Linked DNA regions of Mus musculus: region 2 is linked to region 1. The links are chromatin contacts, called in public HiChIP or PLAC-seq maps. All regions are on one chromosome and are shown on one strand. The core of a region is the stretch at or near the end of the contact, and the rest is flanking DNA. Distances in the headings are between cores, read along the strand shown.

Region 1 (6,728 bases), core at 3,172-5,671:
TCTGCGTCAGCTCAGAGCTAGTACTGACGGTCTCAGACGAACCTCGTGGTTTGCTTCGTCAGCATCCAGACTGCATTGGTTTCAATGGCTGCCCCGATGAAGTCGGAGGATGTGTCTGTGCCCAGGTTTCTTGCTTTATATGGAAACATTCATTTCTATCCTGTCTCCACCTGAATGCCATCATCTGCCAAGACCCATTTCCGAATGAGGGCACAGCATCAGCTGCTGGAGATTAGGGCTTCAGTATAGTGCAGGGGAAACACCTGAAAATGGCCTCGCAACTTCGCGCCAGGCCCTTTATTGTATCTGAGGAACCCTGGATCTCACATCAGCTCCCACTGGAGCCTCAAGACTTCTGAAAGCTGCTGTAGGCCTCTAACTAACACATCTCCTTTTTATATATACATCTTAGTTTATTAATTGACTTTAAAGTTCAGAAGTAAAAACTATACACATTTATGATATCTAAGACAATGCTTCAAAAATATGTGTGCACAGCTAGACCTGGTGGTTGGTACCTGACTGTTGTTATCCCAGCACTGGGGAGGGTGAGTCAGAAGGATTACAAGTTCAAGGCCAGGGTGTGCTACAAGTGCAGATCCTGCTGGGTGGGGGCCACTGCAAACACCAGGGCAGGCAGAGTAATGATCAGTCGGGGGGGGGGGGGGAGGGGAGAAGAAAATCCAGCTCAACAAGGCTTAGTTAGCTGGCATTGTTTCAAACTTTTAGAGCCTGACTGACCCCGGGGGGTTTATTTTTGACATATCTAAACAATTTTGTTTAAACAATTAGTACAATTTTGGAAAAGAGTTTCCTGGTGACAACTGTCACAAGAATGCTCACGAGATGACCACATCAAAACTCTTCTCAAAGTACAAGTTTTCTGCAAATTGCCTTTGACCTCTTCCACAAGAATGGGTTCTACTGACTGAGAAACAATGTTCAGAAGAAACGTCTTAGGGAGGACGATCTTGGATTAACACAATAGCAAGGAGGGATTCAGGTGAGGCCTGACCCTACACATAACACAGGTCACCAGGTTATTAACTACACCTATTCCCCGCTTTCCAGGTGGAGATGGGTGTACATCCCTTCTGTTAAGGAGACAAGCCTGCCTGCTTAGCATTCTTGGTTTCTCTAGCATTTATCTGTGGGCACAAGGACCTTGCACCCTCTACACTGCTGCCTCAAAACATTAAAAAAAAAATGTGTACCTTATGAATAGCCAGTTAAGCCAAACTGTTTGTCCAAACATTAGTTTATTTTTATTTTTGTCGGGTGTGCACATGTGTCATGGTGCCTGTGTAGCTCAGAGGACAGCGTATAGGAGTCAGTTCTCTCTTTCTGCCATGTGGGTCTTAGAGCTGGCACTTAGGTTGTCAGGCTTGGTGGCAGGCACCTTTACCCACTGAAACCATCTTGCTGAGCCAAGCCAAGTTACTGAACATATGAATCACCACATGGTACTGCTCCCAAGAGCTCTTAAACTTAATTTCCTCTTGCTCTCAGCAATATTGCCTTGATTCCATATGTTCTCCTGGCCATCAAAACCGCCATCCTCCCGAGTTCAGCCATTTCACAGATATGCGAGGTGGTGCAGGGTCTGTGCATCTACGTCTACATCTGCGTCTGCTTCTGAGTCCTTTCATGGAGCACGATGACAAGATCATTTCATGGTGTGGTTGTCTGGAGACCTTCTTAGAGAAAGGCTACTCCACTTCTGGAAGGGGTAGCAAGGTTTCTAGGGTTCAAATCTCAGCTTGCACTCTGACACCCCCACCTGTGGCTCCAAGTCTCCCCTCCTCCTCACTTCAGCGTGCAATGCCCCTTCACATACTGGCTTCTTTTTGGACACATACCTCATAGTGGGTAGCTGGGTCACGAGGCAGTTGTACTTCTAGGGTCTTGAGTTTCCTTGATGTTTTTATAGTGGCAACAGTGGTCTACATCTCTACCTGACTACTTGCTGCTTTTCAAGTAGGAAAACTCAACCCCAAAGCTGGTGAGCCACTGCACAGGTTCCCCGACCATGGTTGGTCTGTCATTTCAGCCCTGCATTCTCCCCTGGGGCCACCGACATGTTAAAAGCCTGGTTTGTATTTAGTAGGTCCACTATTGTCTTCCATAGTGACTCTACACTGGAGAAATGGAGCCCTCACTTGCTGTCCCTGAAAGAGCAGCTTCAGCCACTCCACTGCCTACCCCAAGGGCAAAGCCAGAGGCTCAGGGATCCATCTCCTCAGCTTTTCTCAAAAGAAGTCAGACTTGAAAAAAGGAGCCAGGTATCTATGCAGAAGGTGGTTCACTGGGCACCCCTCCAGATCCACCCCAGCGAACGGCACTGGCTCTTGTGGGCCTCTGAAGACTTGATTTGTTATTTTCTTCAGCAAATCACAGCCCGGCAGGACTAAGGAGGGTTTCTGTATCCCTCCAATGTCTCCATTTCCTCCTTCCTCTGTGAGCAGTGTGCTGAGGCTGGGCCCTTTCCTTCCCATCTGTGTTTGCATGCATTTGGTCTGGGAGCTGTTCTGGCGTGGCCAGTATTTGACATGTTAGAGCATCCAGTCTTAGGTGAACTCTTCATTTGACCATGTTCCAAATATGTCTCCTTGTGGTCCGTTCCTTTCCCATCTATTTTAGGGACTCGCTCAATACTTTCTGCATGCAGAGAGGCCCCTACTATACACAAAAGTGACATTCCATATACTTCAAGCCTTTCCCCTTTCTTTTGTTAATGTGCCCTTAGGAGCCTCCTCGCCTCTTCCTCATCTTCCCCTCTCCCTATCACAAGCAGCTAGCGGAACTCTTCTTGTTTCTCCATGTGTGTGGATGTTTATCTGAGGTCGACACAAATCGTGAGCCAGTTGAACTGGTGGGCTGTGCTCCTTATGGCTTAGCCTCCACAAGCCTCTTCTCCTATTTCTCCCACTGTTACATTGTTTCCACTCTGCTTTCCATGTTAGCACTGTGAACCAAGGACGCTTCACATCCCTGTGTGTGACGAACTCAGCCTTCTCTGTGAAAGGCCCCCAGTTCTGCCTGTCAGGCCCTCTCCTATGATCCTGCTTAAGCAGGAGCTGAGGGGAAGAGAGGGTGATGCTTCTACTCTGATCCACGTCCTGGAGGGCCTCTGGGGTTTACTTAGGTTCTCTTCCAGGCTCGCATGCAGGACCCTTAATCTATCACTAAGGAAAAGCACTTCTGCTGTAGCTCATTAATCATTCATTCATTCATTCCATCCATCCATTCATTCATTCATTCAGGTGTTCACAACTACTGCTGACACCCATTGAAGCTGTGTGGTCTTGGAGCTGGGCCACTCCCAAAATGAAACAAAGTCTCTGCTCTCAAGAAACTTGCAGTCTAGGTGAGGGTTACAAACAATGAGCAGATACAACAGAGTGGCTGCTTGGGCTATATCATGAGATCAATAATGAAGGCAGAGGTGGAGAGTGAGTCAGAGGCTAGGTGCAGGGCATCCTCTCAGAGACTATGACCCAGGAGGCAGAATGCCTTTGGGGGGCATGGAGGCAGAGGACAGGGAACAGCAGGTGCCAGGCAGGGTGAGCCCATTGTGTCTGTTTTCCGCTCAGCTCTACCTGATTGGCTTTCCTTCCCTTTTTCTTTTACTTTTCTAAAAGGACCCCACTGCAAATAGGGAATAGTCTATGGCCACAGCACCCAGAATGTCCCTGGTCTCATCTCAAATAGAAAAATAAAGAAGGAATCGCTTAGGTGAGCTGGTCAAGATGCACGTACAGACATCAGTGAGGACTCTGAGCTCTTGCAGGTTTTCAGGGCCCAAGCTGTCAGTGGGGCAGACTCCCGTTGAGTATATTTCCTCAGTAAGGGACCAAAGAGCAACTTGGTCATATAGGCATGTGTAAGGATGAAGCAAATGATGCAAAGATGCACCCTACAGGTTCATTCCAGCAGAGGAGAGGAGCAGGCCATCAGGGAACCCATTATGTGTCCCTGTCATCTTGTCCAGCCACACACTTCCCACCACCGGGTAACCCAGATCCTCCAAGTCGATGACATTATACACTTTGGAAGCATAGGGCCTGCAAATGGGGGCTCACCAGCTTCAGATCACTCGCTGAACACTGCTGATGCAACAGGCCCTGTCTGTGGTCTCTCGCTATGAATCAGCTCTGTCTGAGCAGGCAGTGTAAGCCCAGCTGGAGGGTTTTTCTAATACCACTCGGGACTGGATGAAGGTCATGTCAAGGGAGGTACTCAGGTTGCCTAGTGTATCTTACGAGAGGGACTAGCCTTCCCTATCAGTGCACTCTCAGCCTGTGACTGCATCTCAGAAACACCTTGTAATCTTACCCAGCATGGACCCTCCTTTGGCAAATGCTCGCTCACTCTAAGCAAATAGACCGGTGGTATAAAGTCAAGAACGTGGTGCAAGCTCATCCATCACTCGTGGTCTTCCCGTGAAGCTGCCATGGAGCACAAGGTGATCTGTGTCCTCGCTGTGGTCCTCATGCTGGCCTTCGGCAGCCTTGCCCAGGCCCAGGCCCAGGCCCAGGCCCAGGAAGGTAAGACAAGACCTCTTGTTTCCCACTGACCATGGCTGACAGACGCTGGGTCCCAGAGCCTATTGTGATCGGGTACTTAGTTCTAGCCTTTCCCTATGCAGCCAATGGTCTGGGCTCTTGAAGGCTGTTACCATTTACAAGAACACAAGAACTGGGATAGATGGAGCAGCGGGCAGGGCCCTAGGACCTATGAGGATGCAGGGAGAATGAAGCTTCTTCAGCTGGGCTCCCCTTTGTTGATGTGAACTGATCTTATACTGATCTTAGAGCCTCATCTCCAAACGTGACTTTCAGCCCACCGCTCCCGGGCAGGCAGCCCTGCCCAAGTACTTGTGCTGGGACTGGGCCTTCAAGAGATCCTTCCAGATCCTGGGCCCTTGGACCCTTAGGATGCACCCAGGTCTGGGAGCCAAACCCCTCCTGGACCCCTGTGTTATCTCCCTAGCCTTCATCCCTCCTTGGAGTGGAAGGCCATGTGACCTAGGACCTTTGCCGGTAGGATGGGGACAGCTTCTGCCCTCGTGGGTATCAGTGGCTTGTGGCAGCGGCTGTGTGTAAGCTGAGCTTTGCCCGGCTGTGAAGAGCTTCGTTCTCAGACACAGTGCTAAGGAAGAGGGAACAGGGAAGTTTCCAGGCTGAGGAGCATTAGAGAAGAGTGAAGAATGCTCTGCTTACCCTTTTCCAGCATCACTGATGTCCCTTGAGTGGGAGGAGGTAGTTGGGAGAGTGGGGAGGAGAAAGGGACCTTATAACTGCCTAGGCCCCTCTGCACCAGTCTGTGACAGAGGACAAGGAGCCAGCCAGGGGACTCTGAGGGAGAAGTAAATGGCTTTGGAGTAGAAGGTGAAGGGAGGGGGGTGCATTCAACAGCTGCTCCGTGCTCTCTCCAGGCCCCCACCCATACCCCAGTACCAGCCACCATGCTTTCCTCTGCCCCATTTCCTGGACCAGGGCTCAACACCTGTTTCTGGGTCACATGGTGACCTTGTTTCCATAGAGGTCTATCTGTAGATACGTAGACATATCCTATAGGATATGGTGGCTGCCTGCACCTCTCCTGAAGGGAGCTTGCTTTCAGTAACTTCCTCAGATGACCACACAGGTGCAGGCAGGACAGCCATCTTTAAGTCCTGCTGGGAAAGGGAGCTGGAAGCCACAGGGGAACAGCAACATCCCTTCTTCTTCTGGCTACTGATTCTCCACGGCCTAAAGGGCTCCTTGTGACCCCTTATTGTCCTGTGCTGTGGCCAGTGCTCATCTTAGCTTTATATTAGAGGCCAGCACCCCCGCCCCACAGGTCACCAGCAAGTAGATGACAGGTCCCGATCTTATCTTGAAAGATAAGAGTCCGTTCTTCAAGAATGTTTCAGGAGATCCTCACGCTAGGAAAGAGTCCTAGAGGCAACCCCTGATGAATGCCCCCAGGCTTCTGGACCCTGATACGTTCTTGGGACACCTACTGTAAATGCTCAGCCTTCTCTACAGGGACCTTTCCCCTCCCTTTCAGTCTTGACGTCCTCAGCCCATCTCGAGGGCTCCCGCCAGCCCCAAGCATAAGCCCCACACATTGGGATGGTTGTACTGTGTGGCTCACGTCCTTCATGGGTCTGTTAGCCTCTGAATTCAGGTGCAGGGGTGGAGTCAAGCCTGAAGGTCTGGCAAGGTGTTGCCTTTTCGTTGGCTGGCTGTCATATTGGAAACAAAGATACATCCTCAGATGTATCCTGCTCACCAGCTTCCCGGAAGAAAAGGAAGGGGGATGTAAGACCTCTGTTTTCGCCTCCCTATTCTGTCACTGGGCACAGTGTCCTTGGCTTTTGCCAAGTCAGTACCTCCACCTAGCCAGCACACATATTGCTCAGTAAGTACTTATTAGGTGAGCAGAGTTTACTGAGTGCAGAAGTACAACAATGAGCAAACAGTACATCACCTAACAAATGCAGCTGAGGAAGCGGTGGCCCTGGAACTGTCCCAGCGCCAGGCTTGCCGCATCTACAGATGAGGACTGTATCCCCTTGCATATTCAAACCTGGCTTCCCCACAGGCGGCGTCCTGTTTCCTCATAGAAGGAAGCAGTGTGACAGCCCATGACTCACCCTGCTTTTTGTCCTCACTTTAGAAACATGTATCATGGCCCCCCGGGAGAGGATAAATTGTGGCTTCCCCGGTGTCACCGCCCAG
Region 2 (6,728 bases), core at 1,183-3,682, 870 kb before region 1:
GATTCTTTGTAGAACAAGCCTGAATGCAAGGGGGAGGAGGTGAGAAAAGTGTGCCTGCTGTGCTGGGCCTAAGAGTTTAACTGACTACTGAGGAATTAGAAGAGCAGGTGAGGACACCACAGCGTCTGACAGGACTGTGGCCTTCAGGGGAAGCAGCAGTAAGATGAGATTTGCTTTAGGAAAATGACCTGGGCCATTTGTGGAGGGCAGTTTAAAGAGGCACAATGGAAGCCCTGGATGAAAGCCTTTAACCCCAGCACTCAGGAGATAGAGGAAGGCGAATCTCTGAGAGTTTGAGACCAGCTTGAGAACAGCCAGGGCTATAACACAAGAGAAATCCTGTATCAAAAACCAAAACCAACCAACCAAACAAACCAGGCAGTGATGGCTCACAACTTTAATCCTAGCACTTCGCAGGCTATCTCTCTGAGTTCGAGGTCAGCCTGGTCTACAGAGTGAGTTCTTGGACAGCCAGGGCTACACAGTAAGACCCTGTCTGCGGGGTGGGGGTAGGGACCGAAACAAACAAAAGGCACAAGGGAGTTAAGGGAATGGATGGGCCAGACAAATAGGTAAAATAAAGGAACTTCCAGTTAAGACAGAGTAATTCAAGTTATTGAGAAGGCAGGACAGAGGGACAATGTGTGCATGTGATGAAGAGTCAGGGCAATGTGGTGAGAAATGGAAGAAGCAGCAGGAGAGAACAGGTGTTTGGAGGGGAGAGTGGAGTAAACTGAATTTCTGGGGCAATCCTTAACAGAAATGTTATGGGGGAGAGGGGGTCCGGGTGGGAAGCTAGCTGCCAAGGTGGCTCAGTGGGCAACAAATAGCTTGCTTGGTAAGCCTCACTACCTGAGTTTCACCTCTGGATTCCACGGTGGAAACAGGTAACTTTTGGAACTCAACTTCCTCATGAGTGTGCCTATAAGCACACACATACATACATACACACACACACACACACACACACACACACACACACACACACAAATGGTTAAGAAAAAAACCTAGTCTTTACACCTTTATCAGATTTCTCTTCCTTTCTGGGAGACAAGGTCTTGCTTGCTCTGTGGCCCTGGCTGTCCTCTGCCTTCCAATGCTGGAATGAATGGTATGTGCTCTCACCTGTGGCAGATTTCAATCAAAAACCATTTAAAAAAATTTAATTGAGGTCTATGAGATTTGCTTGCTTCTATGTATGCACACCACGTGCATGCCCGATGTTAGCAGAGGTGAGAGGAGGTGACTCCTTTCCAGGAAAGGGTTGAGCTGCCACGTGGGTTCTGAGACTTGAACCGCTGAGCAATCTCTCCGCGCCCCCCCCCCCCCCGCCTTCAAATTTAAGTAGATTTAGCAACATGTAACTCAAACTTCAGCCAACTGGCTGCAACCTGAAACCCCCACAGTAGGCTGCAGTCTAGACTTTACGCATTCACTCAAGGAGTTACAGAACCTATTCTGGATCACTTAAATAAATCCCTGCAATGCATTCCACGGCAGCTAAAACACAAACGAAAAAGCCAGTGATGTGGCCACACTGCCCCCAGGTTCAATTTTATTTCAACATGCCTTGCGCGCCAACTTAGATTTCTCTGGCTTGGGGCACACTTAGCTCTTTCTTGCGTCTGCCTGGCCAGCTTCCTCTTGTCAAAATCTCAGCAGAGCACAGGAGGCTCCTTTAGAGGGACTTTCTCCTGCACTTTTCCACACTACCGGTATACATTCCCGCATTCACCCATACTCCACTCCATCGCCACGAGGTCCTGCCACCACATTGCCAGAGTTCCTCTCAGGGCAACTAACGCACTCCAGCGTCTACAGACACTATCCAAGGGAGGCAAAGAGAAACACAAACGAGCCTCGGTGAACTGGGCCAGTGGTGAGCTTGGACTCAGGGCCAGGAGCTCCGCCACACAGCCCGTAGCACCCGCACCCGCGCCCAATGGCGCTACCCTCGCCGCACGAAGCGGCGCGGACCCAGGCCCGCACCTGTGTCGCTCTGCGTCCTGGCGCTGAGATACTGCCGCAGCTTCCTCACGGCGCGGTCGCGGACGCCCTTCTCACTGGAGGCCAGCCGCTGGGCGAACTGGAACTCGGAAGACTGCATGGCGAGAGCCATCGCACTCGCTTCAGCATCCCCAGGCTGCGCGCGTGCCGCTCGCCGCCAAGCGATCCGGACTGCGTCTGCGTATGGGCTGCGGCGCGCGGGTGATGGCGTCACCGGTGCGCCGCTCGCCGCGCGCCCAGGGAGCCCGCGTGGCCCCTGTGCGGGTAGACGCCGTAGCAACGCTGCTTGAAGTGCGTCCTGAGAGTGGCCCAGGTTCAGGGCGATTGACAGGGCGGTTAGTTGGAGGTCAGGTCTCCTCCAGCAGAACGCCTACGGCTGGTTTGATGCAGTTTTAGAGTCTAAGCACAGCTAACAAAGGTCTATCGGGGAAGCGGCGATCCTGCTACTACCTCCATTCACTCGGCGGGCTTCCCTGGACAGACTTGAGACCCAGGAGGAAGGCCGTCATCCAGGCAGCCCAAGGCTGACGACAGCACAGGGGCAGCCCCCACAACCAACCCCCCGCCCCGTTTCCGCCAAGATAGTGCCTTGAGTTTTGATGTAGCATTATAGAGGGGGTGGCCAACCTCCCAATGTCCTGGGACAAGTGCAAAGGTGGAGAGGAGACCCTTGCAGCTTTTTAGGGCAGGTGTGAGATTTGTAGAGGAGCGAGAACAACCCATCCCTGCAGCATCAGGGGCACTTACAGAGGTGTGGTGTAGTGAGCAATCCTTTTTTGCAGGGTCCTAGGATAGATCTAGGGGTGTGTAGTGGCAAGACAGCAAGCCTTCCGCCGCATCTTGAGACAGGTGCAGGCTTGTTGAATGGGGAATCAGCAAATCCACACACACGACGTCTGGGTGAGATGCAGGGATGTCTATTGTAGAGGGAAATTTTGAGGATCTAACTTGACTCTGTAAGTCCTGCATTCAAAACACACAGTTCTAAGCAGTGGGTAGTGAGATTTTCAAACACCAGGACCAAAAATGCAAGCTGGGGAGCAAATGTTTTTTTGTTGTTGTTGTCGTTGTTTGTTTGTTTTGACTCACATTCCATATTACTGTTCGCCATGGAAGGAAGCCAGGACCAGACCTCACCCAGGACAGGACCCTGGAGGCAGGAGCTGATGCAGAGGCCATGGAGGGTGCTCCTTACCGCCGTGCTCTTTGCAGTTTGCTCAGCCTGTTTTGTTTTTGTTTGTTTGTTTTTTTTTTCGAGACAGGGTTTCTCTGTATAACCCTGGCTGTCCTGGAACTCACTTTGTAGGCCAGGCTGACCTCGAACTCAGAAATCCGAACCCAGGACCACCAGTCCAGGGATGGCCCCGCCCATAATAGGTGGGGTCCTCCCCATCAGTCACTAAGACAATGCCTTACAGGCCTGCTACAATCTGATTTTATAGAGACATTTTCTTTACTGAGGTTCCCTCCTCCCATGACTTTAGCTCGTGTCAAGTTGACATAAACCAGCACAAGCGGGAACATACTAAACCAACATAAAAGAAGGCTTTTAACAATTGTGCAAACTTTAGGGACATCTAAAACTCTACGTTATCAAACATGAGAATTATTAGATTAGTATATTCTTCCAAGCTTTGGTGATTTAATTTTGATTTTTTTTTTTTTACCCCCATGTAGCCCAGCCTAGATTTTCCCATGCTATGTAGCAAGTTTGTCTTGAACTCCAGCTTCCGCCACCCAAGTGCTGGCACAGAAGCACTTGGGGCCAAGGGACGATGAGGTTTTCCCTGCGCGGTTTCTCACAGTGTATAGGTTTGGTTGTAGCATCTTCTCTCTAAACAGGGAAGGACGGATTCTGCTTGACTCTCAGGCCTCACTTTGCAGGTAACAAGTCTGAAACGCAACTGAAGTAGGAAAGCTACAGTAGAATCCAGGTCCATCTCATCCCTGGACCCAGAAAGCGAGAGTGAAGAGCAAATCGTCGAGATTTGAACCTTGTGGCTTTCCGTATCGTGGGGCATCTTAAGATTCCCGCGTTTTTGTGTGTGCGTGTTAGCGAGCTCTGCGCAGGCGCACGAAGCTGAGGCAGCGGCTATGGCCGCAACCGTGGGCGACGGGTCCGGTACTGAGGAGGCCTGCCGGGTCAGTGGGTGCCCTACATATGGGAGCTGCTGCTGATTACTCCCCTCAGGGCGGATCCAGTGCCTGAGGAGATGTCCCTGTAGCCCTGAGGGGACCTGGCCAGGAGCTGCGCGAGGGTGGGCCAGGGCCGGAGACAAGAGGCACAGTTCCAAATCATCTGCGGATGCCTCAGGTTAAAAAGTGGTAGCCCAGGCCTTAGGCCTTGAGGCTCCGGGGAGCCGGAGCTGAGAACTCACTTATCTGGGTTCTGCCCCTGATGCCCCTTCATGAGAGGGCCTGGTTAATGCCTACTTCCGGTAGGATGCCATTGTATGATGGTGTGAATGTTAGGGGTCAGCAAAAGCCAAATGCGGCCGCAGGGATCCCACCCGAGCGGTTCAGCCTGGGGCGCATTAACTTGCAGGCATTTTCTTTTGGCTTTTAGGAATATGAGTTCGGTTTTTCCCCTTACGTATTTCCATTCCCTCCTCCACCATATTTGTTCTTACTGAATCAGTCTTGACATGTTGCTCAGGCTGGCCTCCAACGCTTGGGCAAAGCCATATTTCACCCTCAGTCTCTTGAGAAGCTAGGACTGTGGGTGTGAATCATCACCCTTGTCCCCGTCATCATGGCCCTCTGTATATAAAGCCCATGTGTACACACACATCTATATCCATATATGTGTAACAGGAGGGACATTAGGTGCCAAGAGTGGTGGAAGAGACTGTAACCCAGCACTATGGAGGCAGAGGCCTACACACTGCTTAGTCTACATAGTTCCAGAACAACCAAAGCTACGCAGTGAGACCCTCTCAAAAACCAAATAAAAACCTTAACACACACACACACACACACACACACACACACAGGTACGTATGTAAACACATTTGTGAGGCAATTATGAATGTAAGAGGCATGAAAGAAAAACACATTTGTGAGGCAATTATGAATGTAAGAGGCATGAAAGAAAAGGGAGCAAGTCGATTTGGGATGCTAGTTCTAGTCATCTGAAGAGAAATACTACAATGCTAAGATCTACTTGTTCTTTTAGAACATGGAATCTAAAGAAGAATTTGTTAAAGTCAGAAAGAAGGACCTGGAACGGCTGACGACGGAAGTGATGCAAATACGGGACTTCTTACCCAGAATACTAAATGGGGAGTTACTGGAAAGTTTCCAGAAATTAAAGATGGTAGAAAAAAGTGAGTCTTACCTCATGCATGCCACTTGTCTTTGGGTGGGCAGGGGAGTTGAGCGAAGTTCAGGATTGCTAGGACTTGTCTATCCAGATGTTTGACATTTGAGCAACATACCAGATATGAGTCTGGAACCCTGTTAAATTTTTTGGGAGGTATTTGGAGCTTTTGTCAGCACTTTACCAATTGGGACTGGATTGCAATGACATCAGCTTTTGGTGGGTAAGGCTAATTTTTCAAGTTACATCTGACTGCCAGCTCTCATAGTGTGGCTTTATAGTGTACACCTTAAAAACCCAAGTAATGGTTAGAGCTGTAAGTCCAAATAAGGAAGTATCTTTTTTTCCCCCATTTATTTATTTATTTATTTATCCACTTTATATCCTGATTGCAGCCCCTCCCCCATACCAGTGTGTGTGTCATGTCATCCTGAAAGTGTTGTCTTCTACCCCTCTCCCCTCCCCCACCAAGAAAGTATCTTGACTCAAAAATATAGGTATCTGAGCCAGACTTGATGGTGCATGCCTGTAATCCAGTACTTAAGTGGTGGAGGTATAAGGATCAGGAGTTGAGGATCATTCACACCTACATACTGAGTTCAAGCCTAGCCTGAGATTCAAGAAACAAGCAGTATGGTGATCTACTTGGAAGCAGGCTGTGGGGTAGGGGTGGTGTAGGGGGTAGGGTGGGGGTTGGGGGCTAGATTGCCTAAATAGCAAGCTAGAAGGGATCAGAATATGGGTTTCTAGTTTGTGCATATGGACTTGGCCAGTTAGCCAGCCCTATTCAGTTAGAAGGGTGAAGAAGCAGTTAGAAGTTTGTGAAGTTCACAACTGTCTGGAACTCCAATTCCAGGGGATCCATTATCCTCACACAGACATGCATGCAGGCAAAATGCCAATGCATGTGAACCTAGGAATAAAAAATAAAGGATGGCTGGGCGTGGTGGCGCATGCCTTTAATCCCAGCACTTGGGAGGCAGAGGCAGGCGGATTTCTGAGTTCGAGCCCAGCCTGGTCTACAGAGTGATTTCCAGGACAGCCAGGGCTACACAGAGTAACCCTGTCTCGAAAAATAAGCAAACAAACAAAAATAAAGGATGAACGATTATGGTTACAGGGAACCCTGCCCCATTCTTTCAGGAGTCTTCTCATTAATTTCTATTAACTTCTGTCTTGTACTGTGCTCTGGGAGAGCAACCCCCTACAGACTGGAGTTGGCAGGGCTGACCAAAGAAGGCCTCTCTGAGCAAAGAGAGAGGGAGTAGGTGGGAGGGCCGCCAGCCTGCCCTCTGCCCCACTTGTTAGTCCAGGGGCTGGGTTGCATTCTTCCACAACAAGTGCCCCTCCCAGTGGCTTCTTCCATAGTCTACCTCTTACTGGGCTCCAATAACGCGGTGCT

The links. HiChIP or PLAC-seq counts read pairs in DNA pulled down with a chosen protein or histone mark.
Region 2: a FOXA1 HiChIP or PLAC-seq map of pancreatic cancer cells shows a contact between it and region 1. The contact joins the promoter of Rrp1b here to the promoter of Tff1 in region 1. A contact is called at or near these places in 4 of 39 promoter capture datasets (embryonic stem cells, hippocampal neurons, neutrophils and 1 more) and 1 of 115 datasets of contacts at active chromatin or transcription factors (pancreatic cancer cells).

The regions. Positions count from the first base shown.
Region 1 is chr17:31,162,746-31,169,473 of GRCm38.p6, reverse strand. It overlaps Tff1 (trefoil factor 1), which reads left to right and starts at 4,421. Exons shown (of 3, transcript NM_009362.2): 1 at 4,421-4,547; 2 at 6,667-6,728. The coding sequence starts at 4,454. It overlaps Gm15318 (predicted gene 15318), which reads right to left. Exons shown (of 6, transcript NR_110503.1): 6 at 6,422-6,728.
Region 2 is chr17:32,031,866-32,038,593 of GRCm38.p6, reverse strand. Rrp1b (ribosomal RNA processing 1 homolog B (S. cerevisiae)) reads right to left here and starts at 2,432. Exons shown (of 16, transcript NM_028244.2): 1 at 1,990-2,432. The coding sequence starts at 2,119. It overlaps Hsf2bp (heat shock transcription factor 2 binding protein), which reads left to right and starts at 4,086. Exons shown (of 8, transcript NM_028902.1): 1 at 4,086-4,149; 2 at 5,183-5,333. The coding sequence starts at 4,102.